4 separate regions of the Mus musculus genome follow, and regions 1, 2 and 4 are each linked to region 3. A link is a contact called in public HiCAR-type and HiChIP or PLAC-seq data. All regions are on one chromosome and are shown on one strand. Each heading gives the region's core, a stretch centred on a gene start, on an enhancer-like site or on the middle of the called end of the contact. The rest is flanking DNA. Distances are from core to core; before and after follow the strand shown. Region 1 holds the start of 4933425B07Rik (RIKEN cDNA 4933425B07 gene). Region 2 has its middle 40 kb from the start of Gm34499. Region 3 holds the start of Bmp4 (bone morphogenetic protein 4). Region 4 overlaps 4933425B07Rik (RIKEN cDNA 4933425B07 gene).

What was found. HiCAR-type assays count read pairs that join an accessible place to other places. HiChIP or PLAC-seq counts read pairs in DNA pulled down with a chosen protein or histone mark.
Region 1: a contact with region 3 is called in a FOXA1 HiChIP or PLAC-seq map of pancreatic cancer cells. The contact joins the promoter of 4933425B07Rik here to the promoter of Bmp4 in region 3. A contact is called at or near these places in 2 of 39 promoter capture datasets (cranial neural crest and liver), 4 of 484 Hi-C or Micro-C datasets (muscle stem cells, myocytes, nephron progenitors and 1 more), 8 of 115 datasets of contacts at active chromatin or transcription factors (a colorectal cancer cell line, embryonic limb bud, embryonic stem cells and 4 more) and 1 of 9 other capture datasets (adipose tissue).
Region 2: a HiCAR-type map of kidney shows a contact between it and region 3, with 2.8 times the contacts expected there. The contact joins the enhancer-like site here to the promoter of Bmp4 in region 3. A contact is called at or near these places in 6 of 39 promoter capture datasets (the 3T3-L1 cell line, frontonasal cranial neural crest, liver and 2 more), 1 of 15 datasets of contacts at CTCF or cohesin (large pre-B cells), 4 of 484 Hi-C or Micro-C datasets (the HL-1 cell line, embryonic stem cells and liver), 3 of 115 datasets of contacts at active chromatin or transcription factors (kidney, large pre-B cells and pancreatic cancer cells) and 2 of 9 other capture datasets (liver and pancreatic islet).
Region 4: a contact with region 3 is called in an H3K4me3 HiChIP or PLAC-seq map of embryonic limb bud, with 4 times the contacts expected there. The contact joins the enhancer-like site here to the promoter of Bmp4 in region 3. A contact is called at or near these places in 7 of 39 promoter capture datasets (the 3T3-L1 cell line, cranial neural crest, epiblast stem cells and 4 more), 1 of 484 Hi-C or Micro-C datasets (liver), 3 of 115 datasets of contacts at active chromatin or transcription factors (craniofacial prominence, embryonic limb bud and forebrain) and 4 of 9 other capture datasets (adipose tissue, embryonic tail, embryonic trunk and 1 more).

Annotation. Positions count from the first base shown.
Region 1 is chr14:46,635,983-46,638,682 of GRCm38.p6, reverse strand. 4933425B07Rik (RIKEN cDNA 4933425B07 gene) reads left to right here and starts at 1,260. Exons shown (of 5, transcript NR_046460.1): 1 at 1,260-1,385.
Region 2 is chr14:46,259,232-46,262,100 of GRCm38.p6, reverse strand. No RefSeq gene overlaps it. Among named protein-coding and RNA genes, the nearest start is that of Gm34499, 40 kb to the right of the region's middle. Within about 2 kb of position 1,575, at least 8 of the 459 cell types and tissues checked have an H3K27ac peak or open chromatin away from gene starts, as enhancers often do. A contact at or near this core is called in kidney and liver, where this site is marked.
Region 3 is chr14:46,389,088-46,391,945 of GRCm38.p6, reverse strand. Bmp4 (bone morphogenetic protein 4) reads left to right here and starts at 1,277. Exons shown (of 4, transcript NM_007554.3): 1 at 1,277-1,642. Gm15222 (predicted gene 15222) reads right to left here. Exons shown (of 1, transcript NR_166856.1): 1 at 2,664-2,858. RefSeq lists promoters at 188-1,594, 1-1,594, 1,645-2,858.
Region 4 is chr14:46,603,976-46,606,817 of GRCm38.p6, reverse strand. It overlaps 4933425B07Rik (RIKEN cDNA 4933425B07 gene), which reads left to right. Exons shown (of 5, transcript NR_046460.1): 4 at 1,575-1,631; 5 at 2,501-2,842. Among named protein-coding and RNA genes, the nearest start is that of Gm41146, 21 kb to the left of the region's middle. Within about 2 kb of position 1,452, at least 21 of the 459 cell types and tissues checked have an H3K27ac peak or open chromatin away from gene starts, as enhancers often do. A contact at or near this core is called in embryonic limb bud, liver and second pharyngeal arch cranial neural crest, where this site is marked.

The sequences.
Region 1 (2,700 bases), core at 11-2,510, 250 kb before region 3:
GACCCCGCAAACCAGGAGCTGTCTGGTGCTTAGAGGCTGACCTTGTCTACCTGGTCCCTTGGGGAGAGGACCCCCAACTCCACAGACTAAAACCACTTTACATCTTCCTGATATTAGCAAACATTAGTGTGGGTCATTTTGATTCTTCACATAGCAGGGTCAAGGAAAAGCTAAAAGCAATTGCAACTTGCTAATGAGGACTATTTAATTACTTTGGTGTGTGTGTGTGTGTGTGTGTGTGGTTTAGATCAGAGGTACCTTCCCTGATTGTTTTCCACCTTATATATTAAAGCTGGGTCCCACATTGATCCTACAACCTGATGAGCCTGCTAGTCCAGCTAGCCAGTGTGACCCAGGGATCCTCTCTCCATCCCTAGAGCACTGGAGTAGATAGTAGGCTGCTATGCCTCCCTAGCATTCCCACGGATGCTGGGGATCCCAACTGTTTTTCGTATTTCCTGCCAACCAGTTTACCCAACGATCCATCTCTGCAGCCCTATGCTGGCATATTTTTCAGTAGCTAACCTATGCATGTTGAGATTGCCTACTTAAAAATATACTGGAGTAAGGAAGACTGAGACGAGTTCTCTGTCTAGACCCTCTGGGATGGCTAGAGGCTCACGAGGGGCCTGCATCCTCACAAGATGATAACTGAGGCCTTGTATTGCCCAGAGACTGAATGTGTGGCCCTTCAGCCTGCCAGACTCCTCTGTCAGCCCCTCCCCAGCTCCAGGCACTTTTATAATACCAGGTAAGAACTTGGGGACTCCTCAGGACCCCACTCTAACAGACACTGTCTTTTTACCAGAGAATATTTTTTTCAGACAAGGGTTTCTTCTCTCTGTCACCACCTAAGAGACTGGTGCAGATGGCCAGTAAGTTACCCAGACCCTACTGACCGGTGTGAATTAATCTGTAGGATGGCACTGAAGGACTCTCTAAAGGACAAAGAGGGAGGAAGCTTCAAGGAAGTTATTTGTAGTCACCTAACGTTGGGTTTGTTAGTTGAAAAGTGGTATATTCCTGGACAGATCATGCCACACCAGCACATTTCTCACTTTGGGAGGTCTTTCTTTAAAGAGGGGAAGTGAGAAAGAGAGAGAGGGGGGGGGAGGAGAGAGAGAGAGAGAGAGAGGAGGGCTATGGACTGGGGTTTGTGTCCTTTATCTGGGCCGTGATGTAGGTAACAAAGGTGATGCATGTGCAGGAGGTGTGTGCCAGTTGCTATGGCAACAGATGCATGAGGGTCCTTGTCGCCTAGGGATGATGTCATCGATAGATTCAGAGGCTGGCTGTAAACAGCTTCCGATGCTAACAGGGTTGAGGACAAGGAGGGGACAGAAAATAGAAATTGCCATATCATTCTCTTTAGAGTCTTGACCAAGGTAAGCCAGTAGGAAGGAAGATGTCTGGAAGCCTTCCGATGCCTCTCCTGTTAATAGAGATTCTGAAACTTGGGCAGTGGGTATGGGAAGAGGAGGAGGAGGAGGAGGAGGAGGAGGAGGAGGAGGAAGATGAGGAGGAGAGTTAGAGTGACCATAAAGGAAACATCTCTGCAGGTAGTTTTGAGCCGTCACCTATGTTGTGTTTGGCGACCTAGAACAACAACAGTGGATATTTCATCTCCTAACTCCACATCCAGGAGAGGTGTTAGAGGCAGTGTTGTACACAGCAGTCCAAAGCCAAGAATCAGAGAAAGGAGGACAAATGAAGAAAGAATTGGGCAGCATCCACCTCTGGGTCTTGGCACCCTGGCCTCCCCACAGTCACACAAGCCTTTCCCTAGGGCTCCAGCTGCTAACATCCCTCATAACTGGTCGTCCCACTTAAAATAATGAGTCTTGGAGTCCCTTGATGGATTCAATCATTTCTCATGGTGTGGTTCAGCTTTTAGGAAGAATAAATTGACATTTTAAGGCCTGCCTGGATTTATTGTAAACAGTCACTCCCCACTAAAAGTGGCCTGCCGTGTGACCCAGCGTGGTTTGGCCCAGAGTAGTTTGGCTAGGATGTTGGCTCCGTTATGGAGACACATTTGCCATTAAAATAACACAGCCACAAGGAAATACACCTCGTTGTTGGCCGAGTGCGTGTTTTCTTGGGAACTGGGAAGGCTTTCTCTCTGAGTCACCTTAGCTGTTCCTCTGAGTCATTCCAGTGGGGGAGAAGGAGGACAGGGCAGGGAGTGATGGGAAGGTTTGGCCTCCCAGCATGACTCAGCCCTTCCCTACTCTCCACCTAATGTATGACAGGTGCCCAGACCTCCTCAGCCTCAAAGATACCCCTAGAAAGCAGTCTTCTCATTGGCCAGGAGGGTGGAGACAGGTCTCCTTTGCTCAAGAGGTTTCTAGTATGTGTAGCATATGTTTCCCCACCCCGTCCCCAGCCCCCCAAGGCTAGTTTTCTAAGACTCCAGACCTGACTCTGTTTAAGGTTGGCTCTGGGTGGGAGTGACCTTTACTTGCAGCATCCATGGGCCTACTGCAGGCACAGAGAGACTGCCTGAACCCCCTGGCTTACTCATGAGGTCTCCATGGCTCTGAGCCTTCTTGGGTCTCAGTGGACCCTGTTGGCTTGTCCTCTTACCCTCCTTTAGCTTGCAGTCTCCCACAGTCTTGCCTCCAGATCTGACATCTGCTCAGTTCTGCCCATATTTCGATGTGGCCCAGGCTGGCTTCTAGCTTGTAACTTTCCTGCGTC
Region 2 (2,869 bases), core at 326-2,825, 130 kb after region 3:
TTTCCCAAAAGTCCCACAGATACCAATGAAACCAGACTATTTCAGATTGATTGTCCATCAAGTGCTAGCCTAGCTTAGATGTTGAAACAAAACTCTTGACCTTAGTGCCCCTTCCTGCTGAATATTACCCTAACAGTGCTCCACACAGGAATGCTTTATGCTGTTTAAATCCTACCTCACTTTTCTTATCTGTGGGAATTGAGTTCCTTCTAACTCTCTCCTCTTCACTTCAGGGACACATTTATTTTCTTGTCCTCTGTTCTCACATTCAGGCTATTTTTCAGAGAGTCTACATTCCAATACCATTCTCGTCTGGTGAGTATCCTCATTGTTAAAGCCCCCAATAGTGAGGTGGGTTTTTGTTTGTTTGTTTGTTTTGTTTTGTTTTTTGTTTTAATTTCCTTCTCAATCCGTCATTTGTTCTGGTCATGAATTGAGAGCTGTTGTGTTTATAAAAAGATAAAGAGAGAGGGAATATGATTGGTAGATGTACAGTCAGGTGTGGGGGAAGGGGAGCCTCTGCAGACCCATGCTGAGGCATCCCTTGGCCCTGAGGGACCAGCCTCAGGGCAGATCATAGAGTATAGAATAGTTTATTCAGGGCATGGAGAGAGGAGTTGAGAGGGTAATAAGAGACAGAGAAAGGCAGAGGGGGGGAGAGGAGAGGGGAGAGGAGAGGAGAGGAGAGGAAGAAACTGGGCATGAGCAAGTGGAGAGAGAGAAGGAGGGGAAAGGGAAGAAAGGGGGGAAGGGGCGAGAGGACAGAGCAGGAACAAGAAGGAAAGAGCAAGAGAGAGAGGAGGAGACAAGCAACCCTTTTTATAGTGAGTCAGGCATACCTGGTCATTGCCAGGTAATTGTGGGGCAGAGCTTAGACAAAAACGCCAACAGGAACCATCTTCTCTCTCTCACCCAAATCTCCTGTTACTTATAGTCACAAAATCTGTTTGCTCTAGGTGTGAGTTGGTAGCAGTATCTGTGGTCTTTTATCTACACATGTCTCTTACTTAGGCAGCATCTTTCTCTTGAGTAGCAAATGTCTTAATTTACATGAGTGAAAAGAAGAATCATTGACTTGTTCACAGGTCAAGTTTAGGAGTGGGCCTTTGAATGTTGAAGGATCCAGACTGACATTAAGGATTCTAACTTTCTTCACAAAGTGGGTTGTGCCTAATGCTTTCCTGGCAAATTCAATCCCAGCAGACCCCCTTCCTCCCTCCCTCCCTCCTTTTCTTAGTTCAATCACTCAGTCTCCAGCTCTTGATCAGAATGGTCCAACTGGGATCACTTGTGGTCCCTGAGCCAGTGACTCTCACCTCTCACTGGAGGTTTGGAATCTGCTAACTGCAGAAGCCTGGCACCTTTGTGTCCTTCAAATATGCAAATGAAATCCAGCCTTTCAGGACTTAGGTGAGGGGAGGCACAGAGTACTGTTTACATAGAAATCGGGGGTACTGGCAAGGAAAAGGGGCTGGTTGCTAGCTAGGAGAAACCATGCTGTGTTCATTCCAGCCTCCTTAGTCTGACTAGCCCTTTCGGAGCCCTGGTTTCTGTGTTAGTGGAGTTTGAACCTTACCCATCTCGGTCAAGAGAACTATGGAACACTTTCACTTAATATTAACAGAAAATCATGACCACAGCCTGAGACAGTGCTATGCTGATTTCCCCACTTTCAGAAGTGTGTGTGTGTGTGTGTGTGTGTGTGTGTGTGTGTGTGTGTGTGTAATACCTTGCTAGTCTCTTCTCTCCTGCTTGCTAACACCAGCTGGCAATAAGAAAGGTCTTCAGTAGAATGTGCCATTCGCCTCTTTGCTGACCTCTCATTCCTTACCCCTGATTCCTGGTATCCCCTTTGGTCTGAAAGCGTGGCTTCACTCCAGAGATTTCTTGGTGCTGCCATGGCTCATCTATGTGCAGTGGAAGCCTAGTGGGTGCCTCACTGGCTGATTCTGACCACTTAGCAGCAATATAGTTTGTTCCCTGGTGGATGTGGCAATGATATGCTGGCTAAGTCATATCACTCAAGATTAAGTTAAGGTTAAGGTCCCCAACATTCGGCTGCATTTCACTTCCTAGGGTCTTTTGAGTGAACGTTAATGAAGCCTGCCCCATGGACAGTGGTCAGCAAGGGCGATTGTAGTTGGATGAGCCATGGCAGCACCAAGAAATCTCTGGAGTGAAGCCACGCTTTCAGACCAAAGGGGATACCAGGAATCAGGGTTAAGGAATGAGAGGTCAGCAAAGAGGCAAATGGCACATTCTACTGAAGACCTTTCTTATTGCCAGCTGGTGTTAGCAAGCAGGAGAGAAGGGACTAGCAAGCCCAGCCTTTGGCTTGTGTTCTTAGACGGTCCCTCTCTGACATATCATCACTTTGTTTTTATTTGTTCCTATTGGTGAGTTCTTCAAGAGCCCATTGCTTGATTTTTGTTTGTTTGTTTTGTTTTGTATTAGCTGAGTGCATACTACATATGTAGATTATTCTTTGTCTATCAAACAAGAATGTAGCTAGATGGCATTTACATTTCCACTTGACAGATGGGGAAACTTAGTCTTAGTGAGGAAGAGCAATAGCTTGCCACAGAGCTCTGGAGACAAGCCTGGGCTGCAGGTCTGTAGGAGCCCAGTCACCTGGTATTTAGTGAATGAGTGCTTTGGAAACCCATGTGTGCAAGATGCAAGTGCACACCCTCTGGTGCCTCCGGAGCTCCCCTCCAGTGAAGGATCTGGAGGAGCCAGAAGAACGGATATAGAGCTTGACCTCAAAGCCACTTGTGCAGCTGGGGACTCCAGGCAGATTTCAGATGCTCTTTTCTCTGGTTTTTACCTTTCTCTTTCTCACTTCAGGTGATGTGTAGCCTAGGTTTCC
Region 3 (2,858 bases), core at 28-2,527:
CTGTTTTTTTTTTTTTAAATTCTGAAGGTGTGTAAGTACAAAGGTCAGATGAGCGGCCCTAGGTCAAGACTGCTTTGTGGTGACAAGGGAGTATAACACCCACCCCAGAAACCAAGAACCGGAAATTGCTATCTTCCAGCCCTTTGAGAGCTACCTGAAGCTCTGGGCTGCTGGCCTCACCCCTTCCCTGCAGCTTTCCCTTTAGCAGAGGCTGTGATTTCCTTCAGCGCTCTGGGCAAATACTCTTAGCCTGGCTCACCTTCCCCATCCTCGTTTGTAAAAACAAAGATGAAGCTGATAGTTCCTTCCCAGCTCCATCAGAGGCAGGGTGTGAAATTAGCTCCTGTTTGGGAAGGTTTAAAAGCCGGCCACATTCCACCTCCCAGCTAGCATGATTACCAACTCTTGTTCTTACTGTTGTTATGAAAGACTCAATTCCTCATCTCCCTTCTTTTAAAAAGGGGCCAAAGGGCACTTTGTTTTTTTCTCTACATGGCCTAAAAGGCACTGTGTTACCTTCCTGGAAGGTCCCAAACAAACAAACAAACAAACAAAATAACCATCTGGCAGTTAAGAAGGCTTCAGAGATATAAATAGGATTTTCTAATTGTCTTACAAGGCCTAGGCCTGTTTGCCTGCCAAGTGCCTGCAAACTACCTCTGTGCACTTGAAATGTTAGACCTGGGGGATCGATGGAGGGCACCCAGTTTAAGGGGGGTTGGTGCAATTCTCAAATGTCCACAAGAAACATCTCACAAAAACTTTTTTGGGGGGAAAGTCACCTCCTAATAGTTGAAGAGGTATCTCCTTCGGGCACACAGCCCTGCTCACAGCCTGTTTCAACGTTTGGGAATCCTTTAACAGTTTACGGAAGGCCACCCTTTAAACCAATCCAACAGCTCCCTTCTCCATAACCTGATTTTAGAGGTGTTTCATTATCTCTAATTACTCGGGGTAAATGGTGATTACTCAGTGTTTTAATCATCAGTTTGGGCAGCAGTTATTCTAAACTCAGGGAAGCCCAGACTCCCATGGGTATTTTTGGAAGGTACAGAGACTAGTTGGTGCATGCTTTCTAGTACCTCTTGCACGTGGTCCCCAGGTGAGCCCCGGCTGCTTCCCGAGCTGGAGGCATCGGTCCCAGCCAAGGTGGCAACTGAGGGCTGGGGAGCTGTGCAATCTTCCGGACCCGGGCCTTGCCAGGCGAGGCGAGGCCCCGTGGCTGGATGGGAGGATGTGGGCGGGGCTCCCATCCCCAGAAGGGGAGGCGATTAAGGGAGGAGGGAAGAAGGGAGGGGCCGCTGGGGGGAAAGACTGGGGAGGAAGGGAAGAAAGAGAGGGAGGGAAAAGAGAAGGAAGGAGTAGATGTGAGAGGGTGGTGCTGGAGGGTGGGAAGGCAAGAGCGCGAGGCCTGGCCCGGAAGCTAGGTGAGTTCGGCATCCGAGCTGAGAGACCCCAGCCTAAGACGCCGCTGCGCTGCAACCCAGCCTGAGTATCTGGTCTCCGTCCCTGATGGGATTCTCGTCTAAACCGTCTTGGAGCCTGCAGCGATCCAGTCTCTGGCCCTCGACCAGGTTCATTGCAGCTTTCTAGAGGTCCCCAGAAGCAGCTGCTGGCGAGCCCGCTTCTGCAGGAACCAATGGTGAGCAGGGCAACCTGGAGAGGGGCGCTATTCTGAGGATTCGAGGTGCACCCGTAGTAGAAGCTGGGGATGGGGCTCAGGCTGTAACCGAGGCAAAAGTTGGCCTATTCCTCCTTCCTTCTCCAACAGTGTTGGAGGTGGGATGATGGAGGCTAAAAGGCACCTCCATATATGTTACTGCGTCTATCCAACCTACTTTAGGGAGGTGCGGGCCAGGAGAGGCGGGAAGGAGAGAAGGCCTTGGAAGAGAGGTCATTGGGAAGAACTGTGGGGTTTGGTGGGTTTGCTTCCACTTAGACTATAAGAGTGGGAGAGGAGGGAGTCAACTCTAAGTTTCAACACCAGTGGGGGACTGAGGACTGCTTCATTAGGAGAGAGAACCTAGCCAGAGCTAGCTTTGCAAAAGAGGCTGTAGTCCTGCTTTGCTCTAAAGCGCGACCCGGGATAGAGAGGCTTCCTTGAGCGGGGTGTCACCTAATCTTGTCCCCAACGCACCCCCTCCCAGCCCCTGAGAGCTAGCGAACTGTAGGTACAGAACTCGCTCCCATCTCCAGGAGCTATTTTCTTAGACATGGGCACCCATGCATTCTGCCTTCTGGTACTCTCCCCTCCCTGGGAAGGGGTGTAAGGTTCGACGGACCGTGGCCAGGATGCCGAAAGGCTACCTGTGCGGGTCTTCTGCCATGCTGTGTCTGTGCGGACATGCCAGCAGGGCTAATGAGGAGCTTGCGATACTCCAAAGGGTTCGGGAATTGCGGGGTCCTTACACGCAGTGGAGTTGGGCCCCGGGGACTCAGAAGGTTTCCCGCCACGGCTTTGGTTGATAGTTTTTTTAGTATCCTGGTTTATGAACTGAAGGTTTTGTGAGATGTTGAATCACTAGCAGGGTCATATTTGGCAAACCGAGGCTACTATTAAATTTTGGTTTTAGAAGAAGATTCTGGGGAGAAAGTGAAGGGTAACTGCCTCCAGGAGCTGTATCAACCCCATTAAGAAAAAAAAAAATACCAGGAGATGAAAATTTACTTTGATCTGTATTTTTTAATTAAAAAAAATCAGGGAAGAAAGGAGTGATTAGAAAGGGATCCTTGTGAAGTTGAAATTGAAACAAGTCCTTCGTCTATTTACTGGGCTTTAACGTCGAGAGCGCTCCACACACCGCCAAAGGCACAGGATTGTCCGGGGATCCTGAGCGTCGGCGGTTCCACGGTGCCCT
Region 4 (2,842 bases), core at 203-2,702, 210 kb before region 3:
AGAGAGGTTTGAGAGAGCTGTCGCTTCTTAACAGAATCTAGGCAAAAGCATACTTGCTTATTCATTCTGAAGAAAGAGGAAACTATTGCATGCTTTTCTATTTCTACATTACATACAAAGAAAGGTACATATTTACTCAGTGCCATATCTCCAGGGCTGGCACAAGGGTGGGTTGTTTGTTTGTTTGTTTGTTTGTTTGTTTCAACACGAATGTTTGGTAGACATTTGTGCGTACCAAATTTAGCAGCTGCATGGCATTGCTATAAGAAGCCCCGGAAAAAAGAGTTTCAGAAGTGTTGCAAACAAACTTTGGGAAGCAAAGTCTGGTCAGTTTATGTGTTTTAAATATTCTTTTCTGAAGTTTATGTTTCCTTTTTAAACAAAGACTTCCCAACAAGCCACTCTTATTTTAAGAGACCCCGCCAGTAGTTACAGCAGGACGCACAGGCTAATGCCGAGAGTGTTATTAGTAATGACCGAGACCTTTAGCCTCCTGTCCAGAGTTCTGTTTTACTGTAGCGGACTCCAATGTAAACTCGATCATGTTGGGCTATTTAGTAACTTATTAGTGCATCCATCTTTTCATCATTTGACAGGTGGAAGTAGTAGTTCGGTTTTTAGTTTTAATTATAAGGGATTCCAGATGTAGAACGCCACACAAATGAAAACCAGAGCCCCTCATAGGTCTTTTCAAAGCAGGCTGATTTCAAGGTATCTGCTTTTCATTTCAAAACGTTATTAAAGCTATTACTAAGAAATTCATAGTCTTAGCCTGTTCCAATAATTGACACCTTTAAACTGACTAAACAGATTTAGAGTGTGCAGAAAAGTAAATTTGTCTTAGAGAATGACCCTAATCATTTATTTCCATATAATGGACAAATGGGTGTCCGTGGAATTAGCCTGAGAGTTGATGAATGAAGCCAAAGGCTCCCTTTTTATAACACTGTCTTGGCCTCACCTTTGTCTCTAATTAGATTTCACATATAGATACTTGCCATTTCAGAGGACTTAATGACCTACGTTTACCTGCCGTGGTTCCTCCATTCAATTTTTTTTTTTTTTTTGGTCCGTCAGAACCAGAAGCAGTTTATTTTTATTTTCTTTGATAGGTAGTTTTGGGGTGAAGTCCCAGTTCACAAAACTCCCCACGAGCCATTTCCCAGCTGGTTATTCATTGTACCTCTTCAGAAAGAGGTTGCATAAACAGCAGAAATTTCCCGTAATTAGGATAGCTAGCTGGGCTGATAAATTAGAGAAAGAACTTGTTTGGCATAAACCGAGCCTGGTTCTGAGGCAGACATGTTCAGCTTTTATTCTCTGGAGTGTGGTTGAAAGGGTGAGAAGTTAATTTGGCAGCTTCATGGTTCATAATGCCCTTCCCCTCCCCCCTCCCTGCAGCCCCAGTGAAGTCCGGGATTGCTTTGCGCCTGCCCTCATACAAGGCAGGACCGTGACCCAAAACGGAACCCGTCTCCCCAGGGCACGCTCCGAGCAGCAACAGCTTGGCTCAAGTGTTTCTTATGAACAGCCGTCCTGAGCACTTGATCTAAATCATGCCATTTCCTTCACAGCATGGCACAGTTAACAAGTCACTGCACCAACACAATCTACAGATGGCAGTTCAAAAGGTGCGGGTCCCCCCAGCAAGATAAAGGGCAGGCAGTTCCAAGGGGGTGGGGGGATGCTCATTACGGGGAATGCAGGGGTGGGGGCACCTAGGAAGGGGGTGTGAGCTGGCCTGCGGGGTCCTCGTGGGCGCCCCCGCAAGGGGGTGCCTAGCTTGACTCTGAAAAGGCATGCGTGAAACTAGGGGAGAGCCGTTATTGAAGTAAAGTGCAAACAGCTTGCAGAGGGAGGCTTGCCTTGGCCTGGGAATGTTCCTTTGCAGAGTCAGGGCAAGGTCTCTGGGAACAGGATACTGCACCCATATGCTTCTTCTATCACTCTCTCAAGTATAGGGCAATTTCCAGAGTGAACCCCGAGACCTAGGGTACTCTAGGCAAGCACAGGCAACTCCTGGCCATGGGAAAGGCCCAGATCCCATCCAAAGAGGGCTAGGGCCTCCCTTCTTCACTGGCCTGTGCTCCTCCGCAAATTACATTAACGCTAATGTCCAGCGAAGAATCTACGAGACATATTGGGCCTTTAGACTTCAAAACAAGCCTAAATTGGAACCATATTGCGGGAATGCTTCTTAGCTAACATTTATATTACTTTAGTTACCAAATCCAGACTAAGTCCCGGGACTCGGCAGGGGAGGACATAATATATTAGGAACTAAGAGGAGAGTGTTCTATTCTTTTATAACTGTACAAAACCTTCCCTCACACTAGCGAGGAAATGACTACAAGGCCTTAAAATGAGGGTAGATAGCCCCCCACCCCAAGGCTGGGCCCCCATCACGAAGCTGCTCTGGAGGGTGAATGAAGCCTTCACTGGGATCTGGTATCAGACAGGTAAATTATAGACCTTCAGCTAGACTCCCTTCCCTCTGCAGGCATCAGACCCCAGCTGTATCTCGGAGTCTGGATCGGCTGCCAGTATCAACCTCTGTAAGCAAGTCTCTTAAGGAACTGGCAAGATGGTACCTGCCAAGTGTGTGAGTGCTAAGGAGAACGGTATGCAGTGAGAGCTGCTCCTCTCTGAGTTCTGCGAAGAGCTAAGGGAGATTTTTCCTTTCTGCACTTATTTCAACCAGAACACATCATTTGGGAGCACATTCCAGCAGCTCAGAAATTTCACCGGTGCTACTGTTTAAGAGCAGGTTGATGTTGTGGCAGATACAATGATCAAGGACCTCACAGGAAGGATTCACATCCCAGATAATGTCTGAGAGGAT